2 separate regions of the Sus scrofa genome follow, and region 1 is linked to region 2. The links are chromatin contacts, called in public HiChIP or PLAC-seq maps. All regions are on one chromosome and are shown on one strand. Each heading gives the region's core, a stretch centred on a gene start, on an enhancer-like site or on the middle of the called end of the contact. The rest is flanking DNA. Distances are from core to core; before and after follow the strand shown. Region 1 overlaps GRK5 (G protein-coupled receptor kinase 5). Region 2 holds the start of PRDX3 (peroxiredoxin 3).

Region 1 (4,268 bases), core at 1,582-4,081, 250 kb before region 2:
CTCCGAGGACCCCAAAAGAAGACATTCTGGCTGGGGGTGAAGTCTCAGTGGGTCTTTGAGCTCTTAATTCAGATTGTCCACAAGCCAACAGAATGGTGATACCAATGCGAGGGTAAAGTTAGAGAGATGGATACACCCAATCCTTTAAAGGTGAAATGTGAATCATCTTCTACATTTAATAAAAACACTTTCTCATTTGAGGCTCTTGGAAGTCTTGAGTCACATTTTTTTTTTTTTTGTAAACCCCCCACCCACCCCCTCTAAAATGTCAAAACACATGGCTTAGCAGTGGCTGCACAGAAAATATACACCCTCAAAGTCTGACTTTCATTTAAATACAAATATACAAAATGTAAACTGAGACAATAGAGAAATTTACAAAACTTTTCTTTAAAAATAATAAAGACAAAATTCAGTTCTAGTTATGACGCTATTAAAATACGTGCAAGTTGTGGTATCCAATTGGAGTTCTATTGCAATGTTCAACAGAGACACGGCCGATCCACCTCGGCTTGAGGGCCGCCTCCGAACACAGAGCTGAGTGGGAATCTCTCTGAGGAACCTGGAGGCCCCTGGTCGCGGGAGAGGACGCCTCCTTCTCCTGCTCCTGGATGGCTGTCCCGTCCGCCCCGCCAGAGCGGAAGCTCCACCGGTCCCAAGTCTGCTTCGAATGAGAAGGGTCTAGGCTGGTCCCGCCATGGACTTCAAGGCCAGAGCTGCAACTAGCTGCTCCCGGTGGAGTTTGAACTGACATGGTTTGAATTTATGTGGTGGTTAAAACTGGCCTTGGAGTTGGGTGAACTCTTGGAATTGTTCTGATGCTGGGAGTGGGGTGAGCAGGGAGGAGAGAGAGAGAGAGATGGAGAGAGAAAGTTGGTCATTTAGAGTCCAGCTCTGGGGCCCTCACACCACAGGGGCCTCTGAACCTGAAAGAAGATGGGGCCCTGGACCACAGAGCAGCTCCTTTCCTTGCTTGTTGCTGCCTTTTGCATTCTCCCCGTGCAGACCTGGGGACGACGAGCTGCTGGTCCTCAGGACTCCTGGCCCCCTCCTGGCACCCCGTGGGTGAGGGTCCCTCACACCACAGGAGAAGAGAGACCCAGAGTATCTGCTCCCCTGGGGTGGGGGGCCAGCCTCTGCCCCGAGGCCGCTGTCTTCCACCTCCCTCAGCCTCCTCCTTGCTCCGGGCAGCAGGAATTTCCGTCCTGGTTTTTCAAGTGGACAAACTGAGGCTGGGTGGTTCAATAAGCTGCTGCCCGTCTGAGGAGGGTCAGGGCCTGGTTTGAACCCGGGCCACGAGCTTTCACAGCAAATGCTTGTCCCAGGCCTGGGGCCGTCCTGTCCCCCGCCCCATGTTGGAGACAGAGGTCATTTTTTTTTTTTTTTTTCTTTTTAGGGCTGCTCCCATGGCATATGGAAGTTCTCAGGCTGAGGGTCAAATCGGAGCTTCAGCCACCAGCCTATACCACAGCCACAGTAACATGGGATCTGAGCCACTTCTGCAACCTACACCACAGCTCATGGCAATGCCGGATCCTTAACCCACTGAGCGAGGCCAGGGATCAAACCTGCAACCTCATGGATACTAGTCAGGTTCTTAACCTGCTGAGTCATAAGGGGAACTCCCTGAAACTTCAATTTTACTTGATGGAAGCATTTTAAAATTATATTTTTACAGTAAACAGACAGGAGTACAATATGGAATAGGATGTGAAGCTCACATGAAGTTTTTAGACAAAAACTCGGTCTGCATTTTCTCTGCCAGATCCCTGCCCTCCTCCCTGTTATCCCAGGTCTTTCTCATGGGCTCACCAGCTGTGTGACCTTGGGCAAGTTCCTTAACCCCTCTCGGCCTCAGTTTCCTCATCTGTGAAATGGGGCGATAGGAGCACACCCTGGACTCACACTTCACTAAGCTGCCCCCAAGGAGGGATGTGGTTTCCCGGCTGAAGCTTCTCAAGTCCTGAGTTAATAGTCTAGCGCAGAGCAGGTGCTCAGTACATACTGGAGGAATGAAGGTCTAGCTGAATGAAGGTCTGGGGTTTTGTGGAGATTACATAAGAGAAGCCTTCAAAAAGCACCCAGCCCAGGGCCTGTCCACAGTGGAACACCATGAACGGCCACCACTTCCCTGTTATCCAAGCGGGAGGGAGCTGGGATTCCCAGCGGCCTGGGGATGGAGCTGCACCTACCTGCGCCTATTCATCCTCCTTGGGGGAGAGGCTGCTCCCTTGGGGGGAGGAGGAAAGTAAGAAACCAGGGGCTTCCCAGGCTGTGGGATCAGAACGCTGGGGCCAAGCTTTCTTGTAGGGCTTGGCCAGGAGGGGCGCTATTGTGGCCACCCTCTTGGAGGCAGGGTGGAGGTTAGGGGTCTCATTCTAGAAGGCCTGCCAGGTCCTTCCTGGGTTATTTCTTCCACCTGACTCACACCAACCCTGATCCAAGGACAGGCTCTGAGGGAAGAGTACCTTTTCCCAAGGGGCAGTCTCCTCTGGCTGAGGCACACAGCATCAAACTATGGGGGCCGCACCTTAGGAACCATGAGGTTCTGTGGGGATCGCCTCTCCAACACCAGTTCCCTGTGCCTTGTTATGTCAAATCTTTATCTACAGAACTTGCCTCCATCTTTACAATGGCTCTCAACCACGGGCACTGTGTCCCCAGGGATACTGGACACCTGTCTGGAGACTACTGGCCGTGCCCGTGGATGCAGAAGTTCCCAGGCCAGGGTCAAACACATGTCACAGCGGTGACAACCTTGGATCCTTAACGCCCTGTGCCACCAGAGATCTCCATGGAGACATTTTGATTGACACATGGGAGTGGGTGCTACTGCCATCTATTGGGTGGAGGCCGGAAATGCTGCTAAAGACCCCCCAAGGCACAGGTCATTCCCACGACCCAGGCTGAGGGACCCTGAGACTCTGATGAAGCGCTGGCCTGCCCCTTCTGCGCGGGGACCCATCAGCCAGTGGGTTCAGGCACTTCAGACAGGCTGCCTGTCCCCCCTAGGCCACTGCTGCTGTGGGTCTCCCAAGCCCACAAATTGGTCTCTGTCTCCTGGAAAGGCCAGGCCTGGGGGTTTCCCAGAGCAGAGGCTGGGACAGCAGGGTGGGGGGTAGGGGGGGAGCTTACCTGACGCTTGAAGAGCCTGTGGAGCAGCCCTTTCTTCGGTGGTTCCGGAGGGTGGCTTCTGTTCAGGTCCGGTGAGAGGGTACCGTTAGGTCCAAACACGTTCAGCTCCTTAAAGCACTCCGTTTCTATCATCTGGAGAAGCGTCAAAACACGGGGGTGTGAGCGGCTGCATGGGTCATCTTGGGTGGAAAGGAATCCCAGTGGGCCAGCCCTGGCTGGCGCCGTCCTCAGCCTGGTCCTCAGCCTGCGGGGGCCTCCACCACCCTCCATCTCACCAGGCTGACACCTGGCAGCTCCCCGCCTGCCCACCGCCCCTCCTGGACAGCCTTGCAAGCCGCCCTCCCTGAGACAGCAGAGCCGGTCATGGGGGGGGGGGGAAAGGGGAGGGGAGGGTGAGGGGGGTGGGGGGTGCTTATCTTCCAGCCCCGAACCCACCTCCTCCTCCACCCCAAAGCTGCAGCCCCCTTGCCCCATCATTTCCATCTCACTCGAACCAGCTAGAACTTGCCCCAATTCTGACCCCCTTAAGCACTCGGCTGCTGCCCCATTTCTCTTCTTCCCGGCCGAACGTCTCCAGAGTCTCCGGACAGGCCGTGTCTGCCTCACCTCCTATTCCCGTCCCGCCAGCTCCTGACCCGGCACCACACCATGTCCCCTCCACACCCCACCACACCCCAGTCCAGCCACAGGGACGCCCACCCAACTGTCCCTCTCCTGCCCCCGCTGCACCCTCCCCCCGGGGCGAAGCCGAGGACCCCGTGGTGCTCACCTCGCTCTGCCACGGGATGGGCACGGAGCCCGTGGAGAACTTGGAGTAGAAGTCGTCGTCCGTGTGGTCCAGGTTGACGCCCTTGACAGTGGAGAACTGCTCGATGTCCAGCACATCCTTGCAGTACACGGCCCGGGGCTGGGAGGGCAGGGCACTTGTACTGGGGGCCCTGCCCAGGGCTCTGGGGCCCCCGGCCAGGCCTGGGGGTCTTGATGGGAAACAAGGGAGGTCTCCCAGGGCCACCCTAGCCCTGGGAACCCGAGCTGCCCTCACTCAGAGGTGCCAAGGCCCCCAGTTGGAGTGATGAGAGCTCAGGGCCCCCTCCCGCTGTCACTGCCCCACACAGGCTGTGACGGGGAGGTCC
Region 2 (4,271 bases), core at 756-3,255:
AAACCTTGTGCGACTTGAGGAAAGCTGTTTAACTAGACAATTGCTTTGGCTGTTTGGAAAAGAAGGGATAAGCAGTGAAACTTCCTCTTCAATGGCCAGAAGATCTGGAAATTGGGCTGCTTGGTTGGGCCTGTAAGCAGATAAGGCAGATGGTCCCTGGAGAAAGAGAACTGGGCATGTCTTTCTTTTTTTCTTTTTCTTTTCTTTCTTTTTTTTTTTTTTTTTTTTTTTTTTGCCTTTTCTAGGGCCTCTCCTGCGACATATGGAGGTTCCCAGGCTAGGGGTCTAATTGGAGCTATAGCCACCGGCCTACACCAGAGCCACAGCAATTCAGGATCCGAGCCGCGTCTGTGACCTACACCACAGCTCACGACAATGCTGGATCCTTAACCCACTGAACAAGGCCAGGGATTGAACCTGCAACCTCATGGTTCCTAGTCGGATTTGTTAACCACTGAGCCACGACAGGAAGTCCTGGGCATGTCTTTCTTGACATAAGAGAAGCCATTTTTGGTCTAGGCTATTCCGTGATCTAAGCCTGGCCATGGTGTTTGTCCTTGAATGGGTCTCAGTAGTTAATGACCTAAAAGGAATGAAAGAATGCAGAAACAAATGACTTGTCAGGCAAGAGAAGTAATTACAGCAAAGATAATGCATCAGTTGTAAAATCTTCTAGGTCTGTTTCAGTGGTACAGATTGGCCTAAGGCCCTCAACTGCCAGACCAACTGGAACCTAAGGGATAATGTTGACCTTTTCTGACTCTCATGACTTCAATCAACTACAGCTTGGGGAGTTTCCGATGTGGCTCAGCAGGTTAAGACGTGACATAGCGTCCATGAGAAGGTAGGTTCAATCCCTGGCCTCACTCAGTGGGTTAAGGATCTGGCATTGCTGCAAGCTGCATCATAGGTTGAAGATGTAGTTTAGATCTAACATTGCCTTGGCTGTGGCATAGGCCTGCAGCTGCAGTTCCAATTTCACCCTTAGCCTGGGAACTTCCATATGTTGCAGTGCGGTCCTAAAAAGAAAAAACAAACAAACAAAAACATATGAACTAAAGTTTGGATTCTGTCTGCCACCCAAGCCCCTTCTTGAATATGCATGTTCCCTTAGCTTAAAACTAACCAAATCTGGCTGTTTGAGGAGATACTGCTTTGGGACAGATCCTCCATGTTTTCTTTACTTGCAGCAAGTAATAAATGCTTCCTTCTCCAGATCTTTGCCTGGGTTGTGTCTTTTGGCTCCATATCCACCAAGAGGTGGATCCAGTTTTTCAGATAACAGGCTTGGCCTTTGGAAAATGCCCACTTAGAGTTTACATTTTGTCACACTTACTGTAAGGCCACTGTATGATTTTTATCATGTTTAATGAACTTGCTTCAAAGTACCATGTTCCCCCTGAGCACTTGGCTTTACTAATTGAGAGAAAACACATTTTAAATTTGTCCCAATTCCCCCATTGTTGTGAAGGGAAACCAAAATGGGAGCTCACGCATCATCCAGGGATTTTCAGGACAACAAAGCCTTGCAGGGTCTGACCCACTCTGCTTATTAATCGGCTAAAATTTCATTGATAACTAATGCCATTTCGTGCAGAAGCCTGTGGTCGAAATAGGAAACGGATCCTTTTACTGCAACAATAATCCACGGAGGTTAACAAAAAAGTAACAAGTATAGAAATATCTAGCTTCCTGCCTGGATTAGTCCTAGAGGTTGGGGCAACAAACAGAAACAAAGTGTCGCTTTCACAAGCATTTAGCTACTTAGAAGCTTTAACGGGAATTATCCCAACCGGAAGCCGGGCCGAGGGACCCAGCGATTGGGACGTTTACAGCCAGAGGGTGCCCAAAAGGCGGCGAGGGCATAGGACTCCGGGTCCTGGCTCCCGGCTCCATCCCTGGCCAGGGCTGCAACCCAGGCCCCTCCCTGCCCGCCGAGGCCCCGCCCATCTGGCCACGCCCCCGTAGATCCCGCCTTCTTTGCTTCTCTGGCCCGAGGCCCCAGTGCGCACCGAAGATGGCGGCGGCGGCGGCGGCGGCGGCGGGAAGGTTGCTCCGGGCTTCGGTGAGTGGCTGCTGGCGGGGCACAGGCGCGGAGGCACTGAGGTGGCTCCGAGAACGTGCTTTTCAAATGGGATCCCGCTCCCTTGCGGCCTGGGGGTCTTTCACCCTCTCTGAGGATGTCAGAGGGTAACGGACCTGAGGCCTCCTCTTCTAGGGAAGGCTCCCTGCGCGTGCGCATAACTGCCCTTCCCCCACCCCACCTCGCGGTCCCCTACCCAAATCCCTCTTCCCTCCTAGTCGTGGGTCCCCAGTCCCCTCTCCACCTGAGCACCTGGCTCTGGAGGCAGGCGACCTGGCCCTTGATTCCGTTCTGGGACCGACTCTATGACCTTGAACAAGTGACTTCTTCGTCTTTCTGAACCTGTTAACTTTCCTAACTCAACATAGAATGATGCCTGCCTATCTCAAGGTTTCCGTGAGCATCCACTTAAGTGCTGGATGAAAACCAAAATGTTCAAGTAACCAAAGGGCTTACGTGCAAAAGGCACTTTTTCCTTACTCTCCAGGGCCAGCCGGCCCTGCTATTTTTCTCTCGCAAAGCCTGGTACCCTCTTGCTGTCCGCTCTCCCCTTTCTCATGCTGGGGTTCAACGCAGGCTGGTCCTGAGTCACGCCAAACACTGAAGTTAAGCAAACCTTTGCCTTGAGCCCTGTCCAAACTCTCCCAGAGGCTGAACTTTGCTCTATTTGTTTGCTTCTCTGTAGAGCTTGAAAGGGCCTTGTCTTTTCCAAGGAAAACCTTGACATTGTAGAACAAGTTCAGAAGTTCTGCTGGAAAAGGGCCTGGCCAAGTCTCCTTGGTTTTTTAATCCTCTGGGTTGCTGTTAAAAGCATGGAGTCTTTGTGTTTTTATAAATCCCCCCTGCCTTGCAGTCTTTTTTTTTTTTTTTGGCTGCACCCACAGCATGCTGAAGTTCCAGGTCCAGGGATTGAACTCGGTCCCCTGCAGTGACCATGCCAGATCCTTAACCTGCTGAGCTACCAGGGAGCTCCCTTGCAGTCTTTTTCCCCCCTTCATTTATTTATATATATTTTAAAATAAAAGTTATATGTATTTGAAGTGTACATTATGATTCCATGTACATATACATAATGAAATGATAAATACAGTCAAAGTAATGAACATATCTCTTCATATCGTTACCTTTATTTATTTACTTATTTATTTTTGCTTTTTAGGGCCGCACCCGCAGCATATGGAAGTTCCCAGGCTGGGGTCAAATCAGAGCTACAGCTGCCGGCCTACGCCACAGCCACAGCCACGTGGGATCCGAGCTGAGTCTTCGACCTACACCACCGCTCACAGCAGCACTAGATCACTGACCCACTGAGCGAGGCCAGGGATCAAACCCACATCCTCACTGATACTCGTCAGATTGTTTCTGCTGTGCCACAGTGGGGACACCCCACATAGTTACCTTTTGTGTGTGATTGTACCTGAAAACTACTCTTAGCATATTGCCAGCGTTCAGTGTAGTTTAAGCATAGTCAATATGCTTGTACATTAGCTATCCAGACTTATCTACACAGTTGCAACTTTGTACCCTTTGACCACCATCTCCCAACATCCCTCCCACCTGGCAGTCCTGAGGGATAAGGAAGCAGAAGGGAATTTTGAGAACATGGAGATCCAGTCCATGCTCTTGGAGTTTGGTATTTTGTTCCCAGGAATAGGGACGGCTGAGGCTACTGCTGGCCTGATGTCCTCAGCACGGATTCAGCCACCATTCTGGGAATATTTCCTAATATAAAATATTTCTCTTTGTAGGTTATCCGACATGTGAGTGCCGTTCCTTGGGGCATTTCTGCCTCTGCAGCCCTTAGGCCTGCTCCTTCTCGAAGAACATGCTTGACAAGTGTGCTGTGGTCTGGTTCCAGTCAAGCAAAATTCGCCTTTAGCACCAGTAAGTGTTGTTATGCCTTTGTTTGAACCAGATAATGGAAACACTTATCATCTCTGAATAATGGCTGTATGAAGACTCACCTGGGAGCTTTTATACACTTACTGCAGCCCCAGCCTCACCCCAAACAAATTAAGTCAGTGTCTAGGGTGAGACCTGAATGTCAGTATTTTTTTAAAAGCTCACCAAGAGATTGCAATATGCAGCCAAGGGTTGAGGCTCCCTGAGGCAAAGTGCCCTGTGTCACATTTCCATGTTGGTTCTGGAGGTTTCACTCCCCTGTGTTGCGGAACATGGAAGGGGATGG

The links. HiChIP or PLAC-seq counts read pairs in DNA pulled down with a chosen protein or histone mark.
Region 1: an H3K27ac HiChIP or PLAC-seq map of alveolar macrophages shows a contact between it and region 2. The contact joins the enhancer-like site here to the promoter of PRDX3 in region 2. A contact is called at or near these places in 1 of 5 promoter capture datasets (fetal skeletal muscle), 8 of 47 Hi-C or Micro-C datasets (alveolar macrophages, blood, embryonic fibroblasts and 4 more) and 1 of 2 datasets of contacts at active chromatin or transcription factors (alveolar macrophages).

Annotation. Positions count from the first base shown.
Region 1 is chr14:129,343,049-129,347,316 of Sscrofa11.1, reverse strand. GRK5 (G protein-coupled receptor kinase 5) reads right to left here. Exons shown (of 16, transcript XM_001928584.6): 14 at 3,905-4,042; 15 at 3,136-3,267; 16 at 1-821. The coding sequence ends at 723. Among named protein-coding and RNA genes, the nearest start is that of RGS10, 79 kb to the left of the region's middle. Within about 2 kb of position 2,831, at least 1 of the 83 cell types and tissues checked has an H3K27ac peak or open chromatin away from gene starts, as enhancers often do. A contact at or near this core is called in alveolar macrophages, where this site is marked.
Region 2 is chr14:129,088,524-129,092,794 of Sscrofa11.1, reverse strand. PRDX3 (peroxiredoxin 3) reads left to right here and starts at 2,005. Exons shown (of 7, transcript NM_001244531.1): 1 at 2,005-2,065; 2 at 3,832-3,967. The coding sequence starts at 2,018.